Regions from separate parts of the Mus musculus genome. Here region 2 is linked to region 1. Evidence: chromatin contacts called from public Hi-C data. All regions are on one chromosome and are shown on one strand. Each heading gives the region's core, a stretch centred on a gene start, on an enhancer-like site or on the middle of the called end of the contact. The rest is flanking DNA. Distances are from core to core; before and after follow the strand shown. Region 1 has its middle 38 kb from the start of Derl1. Region 2 has its middle 4.6 kb from the start of n-TMcat16.

The links. Hi-C and Micro-C count contacts between places; a contact is called where the count stands out from the background.
Region 2: a contact with region 1 is called in a Hi-C map of muscle stem cells, with 2.0 times the contacts expected there. The contact joins two enhancer-like sites. A contact is called at or near these places in 7 of 484 Hi-C or Micro-C datasets (B cells, the G1E-ER4 cell line, bone marrow-derived macrophages and 4 more), 4 of 115 datasets of contacts at active chromatin or transcription factors (the SCID.adh cell line, bone marrow-derived macrophages, embryonic stem cells and 1 more) and 2 of 9 other capture datasets (adipose tissue and embryonic stem cells).

What each region holds. Positions count from the first base shown.
Region 1 is chr15:57,852,152-57,857,342 of GRCm38.p6, forward strand. No RefSeq gene overlaps it. Among named protein-coding and RNA genes, the nearest start is that of Derl1, 38 kb to the right of the region's middle. Within about 2 kb of position 2,445, at least 69 of the 459 cell types and tissues checked have an H3K27ac peak or open chromatin away from gene starts, as enhancers often do. A contact at or near this core is called in muscle stem cells, where this site is marked.
Region 2 is chr15:57,978,079-57,983,269 of GRCm38.p6, forward strand. No RefSeq gene overlaps it. Among named protein-coding and RNA genes, the nearest start is that of n-TMcat16, 4.6 kb to the left of the region's middle. Within about 2 kb of position 2,818, at least 58 of the 459 cell types and tissues checked have an H3K27ac peak or open chromatin away from gene starts, as enhancers often do. A contact at or near this core is called in muscle stem cells, where this site is marked.

The sequences.
Region 1 (5,191 bases), core at 1,195-3,694:
TACACCAGACAGAGCTCCCCAGGGGAAAGAGACAGCCCAGTCTCCTTTATAACCCCTGTACCTTCATGTACTGTGTGGCACGTAGCAGAAATTCAATATGTTTATAAACCAAGTGAATGACAGATGGATGGATGGGCTGAATGAATAGGTTGTGTTCATGAGTGGATTAGTGAATGAATGAATGAATGAATATGAATGAATGAGTAGGTAAATCAGAAGATACATAGACATTTGTGTGGAGCAACAGAGAAGCAGATATTTGAATGAGTGGTTAGGTAGATATTGGGTGGATGGATAAATAGATAATTGGATGGTTAGATGGATAGGTGGACAACATGTCATCCAAAAATGAAGGTATGGTTTTGTGGTTTGAATGTGAAACATCCTCTGTAGGCTCATGTGCTTGAAAACCTGGTCCCCAGCTGGTGGTGATGTTTTGAAAGGCTATGGCATGTTTAGAAATTAGAGCCTTGCTGGAAGAATTGAGTCACTGAGGGCAGGACTTCTGGTCCATTCTTTGATTCCTGACTACAGGTGCAGTATGACTATCATGCCTTTCTCACCATGATGGATCCCAACCCTTCAAACAGTAAGCCAAAATGAGTCCTCTCTCCCTAATGGTGTTTCTTGTCAGGTTATTTGGCAAACAACCAAAACAGTAACTAACAGAGATGGCTAAATGATTGAAAAGATACTCATCTTTCTTACAGATTCAGTATAAAGCACATCCTATCTACCTCTCATGATAACATCGTATTAAGAAAGAGGATACGGAGGTAGGCAGATTTCTGAGTTCGAGGCCAGCCTGGTCTACAAAGTGAGTCCCAGGACAGCCAGGACTATACAGAGAAACCCTGTCTCGAAAAAAACCAAAAAGAAAGAAAGAAAGAAAGAAAGAAAGAAAGAAAGAAAGAAAGAAAGAAAGAAAGAAAGAAAGAAAGAAAGGAAGGAAGGAAGGAAGGAAGGAAGGAAGGAAGGAAGGAAGGAAGGAAGGAAGGAAGGGAGGGAGGAAGGAAGGAAGGGGATACGATTCTAAGTACACAGTGTGTGGAGTTGGCCAACATAGTGTCCAAGGCTTCTATCCCCATTTTTCACCTAGTAGTTAGGTATGGCTTGAACAAATTCCCAGCTTCTGTGGGCCGTGCTCCATGTACTTTTAAGAGACAATAATTCAGTAGCCAGTATTCTGCAAACCAGTCGCCACTGGGATAAGATACCATGTACCTTACTATGCTTTGTCACAAGCGATGAAGGATAGCATAGTTGTCATCTGGTCAGTGTCCACAGAATGAGAACATAACTCTCGATTCCAAACCCCAGCCCTCCGGTTTCAACCTTCCCAACTCCCTAGCCAAGAGGCAGTCTCCTATTCCACAAGCCACCTTCTCCTTCCCACAATCCCCTGCCCTCTGCTGCAGTGCTCGTGCCTGTGAGAAATGGGAGATTCCCACGGAGGGCCCCCAGAAGTGCAGCTGGCAAAGCCTCGCTGCTGAGTCACTTTCTGAAGCACTCTCGCTTTCCTTTTTTTTTTTTTTTTTTGGAAACCTGAAAAATACATTTATAGTGCAAAACTATTCAGTCAATATTTACTTATTGAGGACATACTTTATGACGAGCACTGTAATTTCTGGGTAAACTCAACTAAACAAAATGCTGGCCCCTCCCTACTACCAGTGGGAGGGAAGCCTCATTAGTCTGTGCCTCAGCGAACTGGAGGCCACCCCAGGACTTTCTCCAGTCCCTCCTGACCCATTCAGAACCTGGCACAGGACGAGCACACTGGTACCACTCACGGCTGCTGAACTTCAACTTGGTGTGCCATGGGGAGGCAGACATGTTAATCAACAACTGCAGTTGGACACAAGAAACAACTGCAAAAGCAGCTGAGAACTGGATGTGAAGCTAGGGGTCACAGGGATATTCCCAGAGAAGGGGATGCCAGCCAAGCAGAAGCCAGAGACAAAAGCAAAGAAGAAAAGATGGGAGGGGTCAGGGTCAGACACAAGAGAGACGATGATTCTCTTCGGGCTTTTCCTGCTATTCAACTTCAACCTGCCCCTACCTGGGCACTGGAAGGGGTTTTACCCCTACTAGGTAAACAGCTCCCGGGAAATCTCATAGATTGGTTTATGGGTTTGGTGGTTTGTTTAGTTTAGTTTGGTTTGGTTTGGTTTTTTTGTCTCCTCAAAAAAAATTATCTATCTGAAGGTAAGTGGGGAATTATGGCAGGCACCTGCTAGCCTGTCAAACCTAGAGGAGCGAGGACATCAGATTGTGACAGGTGCCAGGACCAGAAGGCAAGAAGAGAGAGGAGAGATGGCAAGAGCAGCTTCCATGCCTGCAACTTCTCTGCGTCTGCTGTGAAGTGCAGGCTGGGGCAGAGCTCACTCGTCCCAGGGGAAGCGTCTCCTCTAAGCTCATGTTAACATTGGACAAAGGCACAGAGCCTTACGTGCCTTGGATTTAAGAGCAGGTGGCATGGCCACTCTTGGCACCAGATGCCTGTAAATCAGCCTAGAGCTGGGCTGCAGGCCAGCCGCCTCTCTCCTAAGGCAGAAAATGTGCCCTCCACACTGATGGGGACAAATCCACTACCTGGCAGCCCCAGCCCCAGCCCCAGCCCCAGCCCCAGCCCCAGCCCCAGCCCCAGTCTCTCTCTCTCTCTCTCTCTCTCTCTCTCTCTCTCTCTCTCTCTCTCTCTCTCTCTCTCTCTCTCCCTCCCTCCCTCCCTCCCTCCCTCCCTCCCTCCCTCCCTCCCTCCCTCCCTCCCTTCATCCTTCCCTCCCTCCTGCTTTGTACTCTCACCTAGAGTTCCTTCAAATCCCTCATGGCTCTCATTTCCTGACCTGAACAGCCACTAGCTTAGACACCTCCCTTCCCTGTTCTTTTACCTGGCTAACTCTTAGCTTCTCCTTCAAATCTCAGCCTAGAAATCCAGCTTTTTAAAATATCCAGTGTCCCACCTCCAAGTCTGGATAAGCTCTCTTCTTTGAGGGTCCTTTGCCTCCTCTACATCCTCCCTAGAAATGCCTCTGTCATGCAGCATCATAAGACACGCCACACATCCCCCATCTCCTACTAAAGGGCGTCTTCTGTCTGTATCCCCGGCACCAACACAACTGCAGACCTAAAAAGCATGCCAAGTCAGATGAACAAGCATAAGCCACTGAGAAGGTTTCAAAGCTTTCCCGTGGGAGTCTGAAAATGCCCTCTGCATGGAAAACCAAGCGGTGTTCACAGACACCTGTCTACTTGACTTCCTCATGGCTCTTGATGTAGATATTAATCTATTAACTATACAGGTGAGGGAACTAAGACTCAGAGAGACATGTGAGCGCTTGAGAATGTACCTTGGAATATCCAGTGGCAAAGGGTGGGAATCCAGGGCTACCTGACTCTAAGATCGACCCTTCTGATAGCTCTTTCGCTCTCCCACCATACACTCCAGGCCTCTAGCATTGCTGGGTTGTCTGCAGCCTGCAATCCTGCAATCTAGGCAAGCAATCATGGCTCGCAGCCCTCCAGTGGCAGATGAGGGAGTCATCCTTCCAGTGATCTTCAGGACTGCCTGCCTGGTCCTCCCTCTCTCTATGGCGTGGAGACCTCAATTCTCCTAGGCCTTACACATACAGCTATGGAATCTTCCACCCGATGGCTTCCGCCTGTGTGTTCCAGGCCTGTCGATGAGCAGAGTGAAGTGGGTGACTCCAGAGCATACTGGAAAAGCCATAGGTGCACATGGAGCTATAGCCAGAGCTTTTGTGCATAAGCCCTAGTGACACTATTGCCAGGAAGATGACTTCGGATTTCCTCTGCCTATTGAGCCTAGCTTACCCTGTTCACTTACTGTTTATTCCCTTACTTAGCATCGTTTACAAAATAATCTATAGGAATCTAGGAAAACCAGAGAAAGGTAGTTTCCCAGTCTTCAGGGTAGAGTAACTCATATCAAAAGGCAAAGGGTAGTGCTAAGTTTCTAACCTGGGACAAATGGCTATTTAACATAGCAAAGTGACCTGGCCTCCAGCTCCCTAAAGCATCCTCAGTCCCTAACTGCTACAGGATAAGAAGGGCATGCTCCACCCTCTCCCCCATCTCTCCAGCCCGGGGACAGGGCTGCCCCTCCCCCAGAGGCTCTTTTGTATATAATCCAGACATTTTGGTTACCCACCCCATTTGTCCCTTTGGCCTCCTGGCTGCTGCCCCGGGGTTCCCATTCTCCCCTCATTGCCCAACTCAGCCTGATCATGTCCACTCTGAACTCGCCCAGGTGTCCCTGCCTCTGCCCTTTTATCTATAATAAACGTTCCCTTCCACCATAGCCAGGAGCAGTCAAAGCCTTTCCTTCTCATTTCTTTTCCTTACTCAAGTAGGTATGGAGCTGGATGCCAAGAGGCATCTATTACACCATCAGGGCGATGAGAGAATAAGGTGGTTGCCCCAAAAGGTCTCTGTTGAAATAAATACAGTAGCGTTGCCTCTGCCATGTTTTATGACTGTTGTTTCTTTTTACAGCCCTCTGACATTTGAGGAATACTTGCCTTCTAGCTCCCAACAGAAGCTATGGTCTTTGTCCACCTCTCTTGAAGCTCAGAATGAACACTGACTCCACATAGCAGGAACTATCGGAATGGAAGCATCCATCAACATCCATGTTGGGGAGGTGGCAGAGTTGGCTGAGCTCTTATGGACGGAGGCCTTGATACTGGGGAGGTATGATGGCTAATCTTAGGTGGCGTCTTGGCAAGCCTAGGAACTTCAGCTTAAGAACTGCCTCCATCAGATTGGTCTGTGAGCATGTCTGTGGGGCCTTTCACGTGGGACAAGTCTGGAGGATAGCCCTTATCATTGTGTAGGTGCCATCCCCAGGCAGGTAGGGCTGGGCAGTATAAAGTGTACCCATTTTGGAGTGATGGCAGCTTCCTCATTCAACTAGTTCTGTAGCAGAGTTGGTATTATTCCCAGGAGTAATACAGCCTGATTCTCCAGCTTTCCCAATGGCTTTCTTAGTTACCCAATCTTTTAAACGACAGAACTAAAGGATGGCCTCACAGAAAAGTATACTAAGAAAAGAAAATACAGCCCAATAAACTGTCATAGAGTGAATCACTGCTCATACCAATAAGTAGATCAGCCCTAGATGGATTCCCATCAGCCTCTCCCAGCAATTGCCCCCTCTGAGGATCCCCAA
Region 2 (5,191 bases), core at 1,568-4,067, 130 kb after region 1:
TTGATCTTTATAACTGCCTGGAGTGTCTATGAGAAAGGAGGACCGAGTGCACACGGAGGGAACACCTAGAAGGGTGCAGGGGGAAGACAGCCATCTATCCACAGCCAATAAGGGGACCCAGGGAGGACCAAGTCCTGCAGACACTTTAATCCAACATCCAAGTCAGTGAGAGACCTTTTATTATTCATGCTACCACGAAGGTGGCTCTAGGTGTCACAGAAAAGTCTTCAAATTCCAGAAGATCTAAGTTTTGTTAGTAACAAACACAGCAGAGTTGTATTGATGTGTTGGATAGCGGAAGACTGAAGAACTTGTGGGCAGATTAAAAGAAGAATAGGTTCATTCCTGTCCTCTCACCCCAGGGACAAGTTTCCATTTACCCAAAGGTCAAGACCAGAAGGTCAGCTGGTAGGAATGACTGAGACTTTTAACACCTCGCTCTCTCTGTACTTCTGTCTCACCCTCAGCTCATTGTCTCCATCGGTTCGACAGGGACTGTACCTAGCTTAAGAGCCACCTCTGTCTGGCCTGGCCTCTGCCTGCTCTTTCCTCATACAGTCCCCAGTAGTGACTGCTCAGCTGGAACAGAGGTCAGAAGAGTTGGCTCCAAATGCCTGCATACTAGGACTCCTGCCTCCTTCCCGTGACCTCTGCTTCAACTAAGAAGAAACAGAGGAGAGTTGAGAACTGAGAGAGGAGGAGGCCCTCAGGGTCGGACACTATGCTGTCATCCTCTGGGATACGGAAAGCACCCCCTCTTCCCACACGCTGACCTCTTACAGTTGGGGTTGGCAACCTGCCTGGCTGGCCTTGGTTAGGCTCGCAGGAGTCTCATCTTTTATTCTGACTATAACAAGACAGATGGAAGGGAGAAGCCATCCCGGCAAAGAGAGGGAGCAGAGGCAAAGAGACGAGGGGTGTGAAGGCAGGCTGTTCAGATGCGCCCTGAGGGGAACAGCTCTTTGTCCAGGGCATCAGAAGGCTTCAGTCCCCCCAGCCTGGGTTCAGCTTGATGAACGGACAGCTAGGCAGGAGGCAGCCTGTTGTTACTGGCAGCATCCAAGAATGAAGCAGCCTTACCCCTGCTGTTGGCCAGATGTTCCCCAAAGCGCTCGATAGGCTCCCTGAGACTAGAGTGGCCATTACTAATGTTACAGTGACTTTGACCGTATCCCCCCAAAACCTCATGGCTCTACCACAAAGAGGAGCCACATCCTCGGGTACCTTCAGGGCCTGGCTCACCCTCCCACTAGGAGCCACATCCTCGGGTACCTCCAGGGCCCATCTCACCCTCCCCCCACACAGGCAGACACCCCCCTCATCCCCTCTCATCATTCCTGAGGCATCTGCCCTTGAGCTGGGTGGAGCTCCTCTGTGCTGTGTTCTCACGGACCCTGCCCTCTTCCTGACTGTAACATTCACCACGGTTCAGGGGCATGTTTGCTTGATTGCTTCATTTCAAGGCCCCATGCTTGTTTTCATGCTTTTTTTTCCCTTTGCTTTCTTACATTCCTTTATATTTATTTATTTATTTCCTCCAATAATTTATTTATTTTTATTCACTTTACATTCCGATCACAGCCCCCCTGCCTCTTGTCCCAGTCCCACCCTTACAAGTCCCTTCGCCCCATTGCCCCTTGTCCCCTCTCCTCCTCAAAGAAGGGGGAGAGGGGGGCCTTGGGACCACTCTGAGACATCTAGTCCCAGCAGGACTGGGTGCATTCTTTCCCACTGAAGCCCAACCAGTCCAGGTAGGGGGAAGGGGATCCAATGTCAAGGAACAGAGACCGAGACCCTGGCTCCACATGTTAGGGGACCCGCATGAAAGCAGAGCTGAACGTTTACTACAACGTGTAGGGAGTCCAGGTCCAGTGCCTGCATATTTCCTGGTTGGTGGCCCGGTCTCTGTGAGCCCCCATAGGCCTAGGTTAGTTCTTTATATTTATTCAGTGTGTGTGTGTGTGTGTGTGTGTGTGTGTGTGTCTTAAAGCCATACTTCTTCTATCTTGGGAATCCAGGGGACTGAACTCAGGTCATTAGGCTTGGTGGCAATCACCTTTTACCAGCTGGCTGATCCATCTCACTGCCTGGCTTAATGGTTTCTTCCTTTTCCTTCCTTCTTTCCTTCCTCCCTCCCTTCCTTCCTTCCCCCCTTTCCTTTGTTTGTTTGTGAGACAGGGATCCTCTGTGTTGATGGTTTCTTACCTGCTGTCTTTCCTGGCAGCAGAGCAGGCTGTACCTCTGTGGAAACTGGGAACATTTGAAGATTGATGGCAAGAGACATTTGAGACATCCCCCTGCTGCAGAGAAACAGATCTACCTTTGCAGGCAGGGCTGGTTCCCTTCTGTGCCTCTGTTTTCATGGGATGGAAGAGTTACAACGTTGCACAATGTGCACAATGGGACTGTTGTTGTTGTTGTTGTTGTTGTTGTCCAAATGAACCTTTCCACTAAATTATCCAGAAGCAGAGTCATAGGTACTATGACTCTCCATGTTCTGGATGGGCAGGACAGCCAGAGAAGAAAGGGTTAACACTCTCCTGAAAGGAGCCACCCACTCCTCTCCTACTGCCTGATGAGACAGGTGGTGGGTGCAGCAGCCCTGAGGCCCAACTCTGGGCCTGCTCCTTCCAAGATCAGACCCAGAACAGGATAAGTTTTGTTCCAGTACCAGCCCTATAACAACAGCTGTGAGGGGCAGTGTCTCCTGTCAGCACACACACAAAGCCATGAGGCCCCGGTTCACAAAGCTAATGGGTGTGTGGCTTTGGCGTGCCAGCTCACAGGGCTTTCAGTTCCTATCAGTGACATCGGCTCCCAGACCTTCCTTCAACCACCGTGTTGTGCTTGGATTGCACAATTATGCTTGACAGAGTTGCTTCATCTGTCTTAGCGGCTTCCATCAATAGCCAGAGAGAAAATCTGGTTATAAAGTGACTCTTCTTAGAAGGTCTGGGTCCCGGTGGGGAGTGCGTTCTTGGTCAGCTTCCCAGAACCACAGAAGTCAGTTGGCATTCCCTCATTTATAGCAGCAGCGGTGCGACCCCGAGCCTGAGCCTGTGAGAGAGTCCTGTGTGCATCTAGACCTTTGTCTCTGCTCAGAATATGAATACAAACACACCCCAGAACACAGGAAAACATCCAAGAACAAATTTAAAAAGCAGACCAAACAGCCTACTAGAAGCCAAGAGAAAGACCACAGAAAGTCAGTAACTCCAATAGTATTTTCTTTCCTTCTCTTCTGAACAAGGGACTCCATGTTTGTGTTTTGCCACTGGGTCTGCAAACTGTATAAGTGTGGTCATCAGCAACGCATGATGTCATTTCTTAAAATTTATACACCACAAGTGGGGAGATGGCTCACCGGATAAAATGCTTTCCGTGCAAGCATGAGAACCGGAGTTGAGACCCCAGAACTCAGGTGAAGTAGCAAGTGTGGTGCTTATGCATCTGTAGCCCCTGCCCTGGGAGAGCAGAGACAAGCAGATTCCAGGAGGCTCAATAGCCAAGCAGTATAGCCGAATCAGAGAGCTCCAAGCTAAAGGAGACCTGAAGAAAAGATGGAGACGAAATGGAAGAAAACATCCTGACACTAACCTCTGGCTTCCACACACTCAGCAGGTGGGCACACACTTGCATCAGCAGTGTGGAGCAACCAAAGTCTCCTTCATTGCTGATGGGCATAAAGTCAGTCTTTGCAAGACAGCGCAGCAGTTTCTTACAAAGTCATAAAAAACATCTACCGTGGAACTTAGAAATAGTGTCCTAGATATTTACCCAATTGATACAAACTTGGTTTAGATGAAATTCTGCATACAATCATTTGTAGTGGCTTTATTCTTAAACCTATCAAGTGAGAACCCAATGTCCTTTCGCTGGGAACTGGATAAACAAACTATGGTACATCTAGACAATGGCTACCGATGCACAGATAGGTGAATCACAATGCATTATGCTAAGCAAAATAAGCCAGAAGCCAGATGCGGAGATCTAACCCTGTGTACTTCTAATTATGTGACACCCAGGGACAAGCAAAATGTTTTAGAGACAGGAAAGTGATAGGTGGCTTATCAGGGCTGATGGAGGGGAAGCTGTCTGTGACTTTGGAAGGACTTAGTGGTGATGACAACGTTGTTTGGTTATGGTCTCAACTCAGCAGCAGCGCAGTCACCGGGATGAACTTTAGTGGGTGTCAGTGATATCTTAGTTTTTAGAAAGCGCCTTGGTGTTTGCTAGGCAAAAATGAGTAGCTTGTGTAGTCTTTATGCATGACAGAAATCTCAAGCAAGGGACCTCGAGTCAAAGGTGAGAGACAAAAGAGTCACAGTCCTCGCAGTGGGGGATGCTGGGAAGGGCTCTGGAATTTTGTAAGATGCTCAAGATAGGACCAGTGGAGACCAAGCTGGAGGGAGAGGCTCCTCTAAAAAGCAGCTGAAGAAGATTTTGTGGGTGAATGGGACTTGGGGCACCTGGCAGAACCCTCAGACACTTCTCTTTCCTACCCACTGCCTTGGTCTCCAGCAGGCACACGTTGGAGAACCTCACCCTGCCCTGCCTTGGCTGTTCTGATTTTATGCCTAAAAGAATTGATTGATGTTGACAGGGAGTGATTTGCCTGTCTAATTAATACGCCAACTAATTTTTAATTTAATTTCACATCTTAGGTCACTGGGTAACAAGACTGTATGATTCTCTCAGTGCTACGGGCCTTGATGTGAAGTGACAGGGGAGGTGCTCTTCCCCCAGGGCCCAGCCACAGCCTCTAGATTTTTCCCATCCTGTACACAAGCGAGCCCTGGTCCCCATGAGAGTGTCTTCTGTCCATACCACCCAGCTTCTCAGTCTGGGGCTCTTAACCAGTTACTGCTCCAACAGACACTGACTTTGTGCTGACTTTGTGCTAATCCCTAACTGGGATGGAAACTTGGGGTACCAAGAAGCTAAGACATGCCTTCCCTGCCCCTACTGCCTCTACAAATTTATCGGGCTCCCAGAGAGGATTCTCACTTGAACTAGTAATTACAAAACCAGGTGTGGTTAAGATTGTGCCTATAATCTCAGCATGCTGGAGGCTGACACAGGAAGGTCACTGAGGGTTCAATCCAGCGTGAACTACATGAATTACATGGTGAGTTCCAGGCCAGCCTGGACAAAAGAGCAAGACCCCCCCCTTCTCGCTCTCTCTCTGGCT